Linked DNA regions of Gasterosteus aculeatus: region 2 is linked to region 1. A link is a contact called in public Hi-C data. All regions are on one chromosome and are shown on one strand. The core of a region is the stretch at or near the end of the contact, and the rest is flanking DNA. Distances in the headings are between cores, read along the strand shown. Region 1 overlaps aplp2 (amyloid beta (A4) precursor-like protein 2). Region 2 holds the start of aplp2 (amyloid beta (A4) precursor-like protein 2).

Region 1 (4,063 bases), core at 411-2,910:
TTTATTCTTAAATAGCTTAAATGAACAAATCAGAAAATACATTTATCCCACAGAATCCCCCTAGATTTTAGTTAAACTAAAGAGTTTATTGTTTTAGTGGGGATAATACAAGTTGTGTCAACTAATAGATTCACAGATTAAAGTCATGGCTTTTATGTTTGGAGCTTTACACTGAGAACCAGGCAAAACATTGTGGCGGGATGACATCATTCAAATGAGTACATTCAAATGTATCTCCAGCAACCGAGAAACTACAAACCAAAGTAAAAGATGATGAACAACACAACAACAATACATTAAAAGAGACAGCTGACGCTGCAGATAGACGCATTACAAGTTCTCTAGGTCCATCATTTAGTAAATAACATAAACCATTGCCACAATGCTGCATGTGCAAAATAAAAATAATTACAATTGACTATACAGCACGGATTAGAGGACAAACTGCTCGCTGTTTTCTGACCAGAATATAAATGCTCTTAAATCTTCCCAAATGTAAACAGAACCGGCAGAAATGTGCTTTCGGCTCAAGAGAATATTTTCTTAAGATGAACTCTGAATCGGTTGCATAAAACAAGTAGCTGCATGCGATGCTTAAATCAGTAATGAGGCTCTAAACTGGCTCGACAGGATCTGCTGCCTGTCAGTCCCAATAATCACTACCACACTTGGTAAAATAATAATAAAATAACTTTTTATCAGATACAAAACTTAGTATGCTCCAAAATGTCCCCAGTCTCCTAAAAGTGGTTTCGAATCTCAATGTTGAGAGCGGAGGAACATTTCCACATTCCTGCTGCAAAAGTGGTTGGCAGACTCTGCAAACAGCAAGGCGGACCAGCTCTTGGCAGGCAACTGGCGTTTATTTCCCACTATGATGATTGACTGTTGTAATCCTCCAACACATGGCTGCAGTGCACCAGCGTTGGCAACAGATGGCAATAATGCACCTTTTCCCATTAATGGCGGGACGCAGCCCCTGTGGCACCTTCCAGTTGATGTTGAACAAACAATCCTAATTATAAAAATTGCGTGTCAGCGGGGTTATAAATGCATCGAGAAATCTCTTCTACGCGGAAAATGTCAGACTTTTATGAGACACCAACAATCATCTTGATCCCAGAAAGTCCCATAACACACTTACATAAAGCCCAACATGTTAAATATTTACAAAGGAGTCTTTGTGTAATGCTCTTCTAAGTCACATGTATAATCCATAAACCAAAAATGTAGATTTGAACATGCTGAAGGATTGGATGGGTGAAGAAAGACACAGGAGCTCGACAAGTAAACACTGCGAGAGCCCGACGACGGAGATCGGCCTCCCATGACCGAGCACGCAGGCCCACCTGATCCTACGATTCATCCAAATAGTAACACTGTGGTGCTTTCCTCGCCACGCAATGTTGTTTCATCCACCTGCTGTGCTATCGGTACTGGTTTGAGGATGACCACAGATGGTGTTGAAGGGCCCTGACACAAACAGGCCGGTTACATCTAACAGAGGAGCTTGCAGCCAAATCCCCGCGCAGCGGCTCAGAGTCCAGCATTACACAAGACCTGCGCAATGTTAATCTTCGGCTGAGGCTTAAGTGAATGAAACATCCGCCCTGACTCCGTCATTTGAGCTTACTCACTCCTCCTAGGCTCAAAAAAACGCACACACTCTTTCTACCTCCTACACACTGCGAGACAAGGCAAAGCGCAGGCTGAGACATCATTATCCCTCCCCTGTGTGATAGGGAATAGGAGGAGTGTAGGAGCTTGAGTGGCTCTGCATGAGCTTCCACATTCAGTGACACGGCCTCTAATACAGTTTGTTTGTCGTAGGAATGTTGCTAAACGTCCAATTGTGGGAAAGCACCAAATTGAACTATTAAGACCTAAAGGACTGATGATTAATTGTACAGTATACATTTTAGATAGATTTCAACATAAATGCCCAACGTGTGCTTGTTACAGCTTCTCAAATGTGTGGATTTGATGCTTTTCTTTCTTTCTAAATGGAATATTTTCGATAAATGGAACAAGCAACACTGAGACCTTAATTGAGAACTGTTTTCACCAGTGTCACATCCGGATAAAACACTGACCTGCGACTTCATCTGAGCAGCCTTCTCAGGATCCACGGCCAGGACGTGCTGGTAGTGGCGGATGGTGTGTTGGCGGTCCTTATTCTCTGCGCGGACGTACCTCCTGAGGGCTTGCAGGATGCGGTGGGGCTGAGCGCAACATGGAGTGGGAAGAAGAGGGGTAGTTTCTAGTGTTAGGTGGTAAAAAGCCACAATAAATCATTTCTGTGCAATACCAACTGAGAGGGATCAACGTCTCGTGTCAATTTATAGTAAGTGACCTTACAGCAGTTTCATCTCTGAAACTGTTTATTGTCTGCACACACTCTAGTTTTTTTCATTCAGATTTCTGGTTTATTTGATTCAGTCAATAAACCATGAACCGATACGACCTCGAAAAATACTAGTGATCACATTTTGTGATATTTGAGATTAAAAATAAGATGAAAATAATGCAACCCGACAACTCACAGTGTCAAATGTGAGGTACAAAAATAATCTGTTATATGACAAGTCTTCCCACCGCGGATGATGCAATTAACAATTTTGAATCGACTGGTGGTAATTAGAAATGAGCACAAAATGTAAATATTTCAGTCCCCTTTGGGTGACAAGTCTAAAACTGGTGGTTAGAAAAGCCACAAGTTCTCTTAAACAGAAAGCAAAACTGTGCTTGAAAAGATAAGAGGAATATTTAAAAAAAAAACATAACTATAAAAGGATTTTAACTGTGGGTTTAAATGTGATTGACTTTGTGCTCATGGAGGGATTTGGGCATGTGTGTTTTTCTGGATACAACAACCCCTTCTCCTCGTGATGAATTGGAGTGGACAGAGACAGGACATGAGATTAGCCACAGGCCACCAGTAATGTGACATTTGAGTGCTGTATGATAGAAATGTGTGTGTTGTGTGGACAGAGAAAGGCAATAGACACGGAGAGGTGAGGAAGTGATAAAAGATGAGCTCAGAGTGTGTTGTTTACCCTGGGGGGGTCTGCCTGCAGGGCAGCGAGGTAATTCTCCAGGGCCAGACGGCGACGGTCATTCAACATGGCCTCCACCCGGGCAAGGTGAGTCTCCACCAGCTGCTGCTTTTCGCTGGCTGCCTCCTCTTCCAGGGACTCCACCATGGCTTGGAAGTGCTACAAACAAAACCGCACACATGTCTAAAAATGTATATGCGGGCTAAATAGAGTGGCATAACAGAGCCATTTGGATCAGAAATAAGAAAACACTCCTCCCCGTTTCACTCGTGTCGCCTGTCAGCATTGTCAAGGGAATTGGAGGCTTCGCCTACCAGTCAAAAGTCACACACTTTCTCGAATGAGTGGAATGAATGTGTCCAAACTTTTCACTGGTGGTGTGATATAGAAGTCTCTCCAGCGCCCACATTTAGCCAGAGGGTGATAAAGACAGAGCAGCCAGGAAAAAAGAGATCTTTAATGGCACAGGGAGCGAGGGACCCAGGGCCTCTAAGCCGTCGTTTCTCACCCAAACAACGGGACAAAGGGGTGACTCCCGTAGGGAAGGATCGGTGTCTCACCTGGATCAGCGTCTGCCGCTCAGCCTTGGGCAGGTTCTTGGCCTGGCGATCGGCTTCCTCCCACTCTTTTCTTACCTGGAATGAGAGAGACGAAATGAACCCCAGAAAGCTTCAAGCCATTTTGAATGAATCTGTTTTCCAGTTCTGAAAAGTGTAATTGACCCCTCAATCATTATTGGAGACAACTGTGCGTTTGTGTTCTACATACACTGGTATGGGTTAGAAAGGTAAGGGTTACGCTATCAGTCCATGCTCAGGGCTAACCTTACGCTGGGCTTCTATTCCTAGTGCAGAAAAGATCATCAAGACCCAACTGCCCTCTCTGCGGAGCATCTACCACCGCAGGGTTCACAGGAGAGCTGCCTCCATTTTCAAAGACCCCACCCACCCCCAACATGGTCTGTTCTTCTACCCTCAGGCAGGAGGTACAGAAGTGCCAAATGCAGG
Region 2 (3,870 bases), core at 919-3,418, 35 kb after region 1:
AAACAGCAGCAGCAGCAGCATCAGCAGGCCGTTGTTTTTGAGCTTACCAGACGTGGTTCAACGATTGAGAAATGCACGGAAAGCCTTTGGCTGCGATTGTGTGCGGACAGAGAAAATGACACGTTAATGTTTAACTTGCCACTTTGTCGGTCTGCAGTCTTGTAATTTAGACTGAAGTATATTGTCCTCTCTTTGGATTGGTTGCCTTCTTTCTCTGACTCAAAAGGTGTTAATATTTGTGTTTCTCTATTTCACCTTTGGCATGAAATCTTCAGTTTCAGTGAGCATTAGGAGGCCGTGGCAAAAAATAAAAGGTTGTGAATATCATTGAATATCATTATATAAATGTGATAAAAACAGAAATAGCCTTGCCCTTTAGGACCGCCATTGATTAAACCATAGGAATCCTCAGCATGCGGCACAAAGTCAAGGCGCACAGCAGCCACCAAACGTTTCTCAATTTAATCTGGGTGACTGATCAAGAAAATTCATTGATTTCATCCATTAATCATCTGAGCAGAGTCTGTCCAGTATTGATCAGCATGTCTGTGAAGGCGGGAGAGGAGGCGACCATTGCAGAGGAGACAGGTCTTAGGAGAGAGAGAGAGTGCAGCAGCTGCATAGATTTGTGGGGAACATAATAACCATTATTTCCCCCAACACAACGCGGGCCAATATACTGCCTCAAAATGGCCGAGGTTTTTTTTGTCGCAAATGCGTCGGAGGGAGAAACATTGCCTCATAATAACCACAGCAGTGCCTGGAGGACAGGTCTTGTTAAAATGTTCTGTCATGGTTGCTTCAGCAGTGAGCAGGAACATGTTTGTGTGTCCGTGTGTGTGTTGGGGGGGGGGGCTTGCTCAGAAAATGGTTCCATTGTTTTCCAATGACACACACACACACACACACATCTGAAACTACCGGCATCAGTTTGCACAGACGATAACAGGTCAGCCAGTAGGCCCATAGAACAGCAAGTAGTGTGTGTGTGTGTGTGTGTGTGTGTGTGTGTGTGTGTGTGTGTGTGTGTGTGTGTGTGTGTGTGTGTTTGTACAGGACAACCTGCATATCAAACAAATAGACAAATAGACTCCTGGTCGATGAGTCTCCTCTGTGATCGTATGGTTTTAAGGATAACAAAGACCAATAAAGACACCACTGAGTAAGACCAGGGGCCAACCTGTTGACAGAAGAAGAGCTGGAGTTTGAAAAGGAAAAGATGAATTACTTCCCCAATGTTTGATCAATATAATGGACAATGGACACAACTGCTCCACGGGGCAGAAACAACGCAGGTTGTGATCTATTGCACAAGTCCACCGTGTCCTCGGGGGACAAAGCTGCCGCTGCTGTCTTCCATCTGATCTCTGCAGTAAAGCCCGCTGGGGTTGTTGTCACCGCACCTTCACGTGGCTCCACTGCCATCAGCAGACTGCAACCAGGGCTCCGGGACGGGGGAGGAAAGCGACCCGAAGGCCATCGGATTCACACGCAACCCGCTCGGACGGTTCATCCGCCCTTTCAGCAATTTAGTTAAGGTCTTGTGTTAAATCCTGACATTAGGCTTTACACGCAAATCGATCGGATCGATTCCGCTCCCCGTGCGGGGGGGGAAGACGTCAAAGCCTGCTGAAAATAATAAACTGTCCCACCAGGAGAGACCACGCGAGACGCCGATGTCTCACGTGAACAGAGGACAAACGTACTGGCCGAGAAAAGGAGCAAAACGCGCCGTTGTTTTTATGCGGCTCGGACCCCCCCAAACCCGTTTCCCATCACATACCTCGATGTATCCGGACAGCGCGGGGACCACGATGCCCAGAATCAGGACGCACATCGCCGCCACTGAACCCATCTTCCACGGTCTTCGGTTCGTGGCACCGTGGATAACTTCTATATATGTCCCGAGAGGGCTCTCTGTGTGGGGGGGGGTAAAGAGCGCAGCGAGTCCCGGAAGAGAGCGCGATCAGCGGGACCAGTCCGGCTCCGCTTCGGTTCGGTTCGTTACTTGGAGCTCGACAGAACGCGTCAGTCGGTGTCTTCTGGAAATGTGGACTGAGGCTGTGGTCTCTGGGGCGGCTGCGCTGCCTCCTCCCTCCCTCCCTCCCCGGGTCATCGGATCGTGCGCACTGCGCCACCAGGCGGCCGGCCGCAGCACCACGGTGCGGCGTAATTGTCAGTCAGCCGGTGGACAGGTACGCTGAAGTGTTACACAACCCGAGCATGCCCGGACACTATGGGTGATGTTTTACGTGCCACAACCTCATGCATTCTGCAGGGTTGCTGCCTCCCAGTGATGCGTTCCACACAAAACATCACAAATGCAATAGACAGGCAACAGGAAATACAAATGAACTTGGTGGACACCTGTAATTACATTGGTTTGTCACAGTAACATGAATGAGTAGGTATAACCACAGAAACCACAGAGCCACTGAATAACAAGGGAATAAAGATGCCACTTTTTGATGATTTCATACAAATTCGGTCTGAATTATGTTGTTTCCAAACAGCCTCAATTGTGCTTTTTTTCTCCTATTCTAAAATGGTGTACTTGAACATTTATATGTACTGGGGACCCAAAATGGTCCCGAAATTTGGCATCACAGGAAAGCTGAGCGTCTGGTGGTTCGAAGGATAATTGTCATCACATATGAGTTGTATTCAGAAATTAGTCCCCAAAGTCGCCAATTCAAAATAGATTTTTTTTCCAACTCAATATCACTATTCAATGACCTCTTGCATTATCACAGCCTCGTGAAATTTAACAGACACAAATTTGAGACCTATAGAGCATTCAGAGGATGCATGGTTCCACTATAGGTTTAATTAGAATAGAGTTTCTAATGACCGTCTCCCCATAAAGATCCCTCCCCAACCCCCCAAAAGAAAATAAACAAATGTGTGGGTGTTTAAGATCTAATATGTGTATTTTACTATAAATATGTGTGTTTGTAGTATCAATTTGAAAGCAGAAGGTGTACTTTTAAAAGGCAAGGCAAGGCAAGGCAAGGCAAGGCAATTTTATTTGTACAGCGCTTTTCATACACAAGGCAGACTCAAAGTGCTTCACATCATAACATTTCATACAATAAAGTGAAATAAAATGACAATTAAAAACAGCAAATAAAATTATAAATTAAAATCTTATTTAAATTGTTTAATTAAAAGCAGAGGTTAAAAGTGCAATGTAGGTAAAATTTAGCAGAAGGCGAAGCTGAACATAAAAGTTTTCAGTCTTGTTTTAAACGTAGTCAGAGTTGGGGCAAGTCTTAAAAGAGGGTCTTAATAATTGCATTAAGTGAAGAGTACATAATTCTTACACCACTTCTGTTGAAGAGGTATTGCAATGATTCTTTTGTGAAGAAAACGAACAACAATGGTGTATTCAAATACTTTCCTTCTGAAGAAAACTCATCTCATTCTAATTCCAGTGGATTAAGCTTTTCTTTTTTTGTGGGAGAGACACACACAGAGGCAACCAGAGGAAACATTTTCTGTTTTCAGCGCAATGTAATAGACAACAACTCATTTATTTTCTTCTTAAATCAGTTTTTTTTTACTCAATTGAAAAGGCTGTAAATTCTGTAAATGTGATCGTTGCTTCAGGCATGACACACAGCGGTTATTCATTTTTAATCATCAGCCAGACTTGTTGGAATAGGATGAATTTGCACACATGTTTTTCAAGTCTAATCATGGGGGGAAATGAGAAGAAAACAGAGCAGATCATGTATTGTTTAAGTTTCAAAGGTTTATTGAGAAAATACTCAAACTCTCATCGAGTGATATTTCGGCTTTCCATCACCAACTTTCTCTGTACAGATTCCTGAATTGCCGCACATTGATCATAAAGACATAACAGGTTTT

Evidence for each region. Hi-C and Micro-C count contacts between places; a contact is called where the count stands out from the background.
Region 2: a Hi-C map of whole body shows a contact between it and region 1, with 2.3 times the contacts expected there. The contact joins the promoter of aplp2 here to the enhancer-like site in region 1. A contact is called at or near these places in 4 of 6 Hi-C or Micro-C datasets (skeletal muscle, tail fin and whole body).

What each region holds. Positions count from the first base shown.
Region 1 is chr1:17,881,316-17,885,378 of fGasAcu3.hap1.1, forward strand. aplp2 (amyloid beta (A4) precursor-like protein 2) reads right to left here. Exons shown (of 17, transcript XM_040174899.2): 9 at 3,617-3,691; 10 at 3,057-3,215; 11 at 2,094-2,222. Among protein-coding and RNA genes, the nearest start is that of st14a, 13 kb to the left of the region's middle. Within about 2 kb of position 1,661, at least 5 of the 9 cell types and tissues checked have open chromatin away from gene starts, as enhancers often do.
Region 2 is chr1:17,915,385-17,919,254 of fGasAcu3.hap1.1, forward strand. It overlaps aplp2 (amyloid beta (A4) precursor-like protein 2), which reads right to left and starts at 2,169. Exons shown (of 17, transcript XM_040174899.2): 1 at 1,784-2,169. The coding sequence starts at 1,855.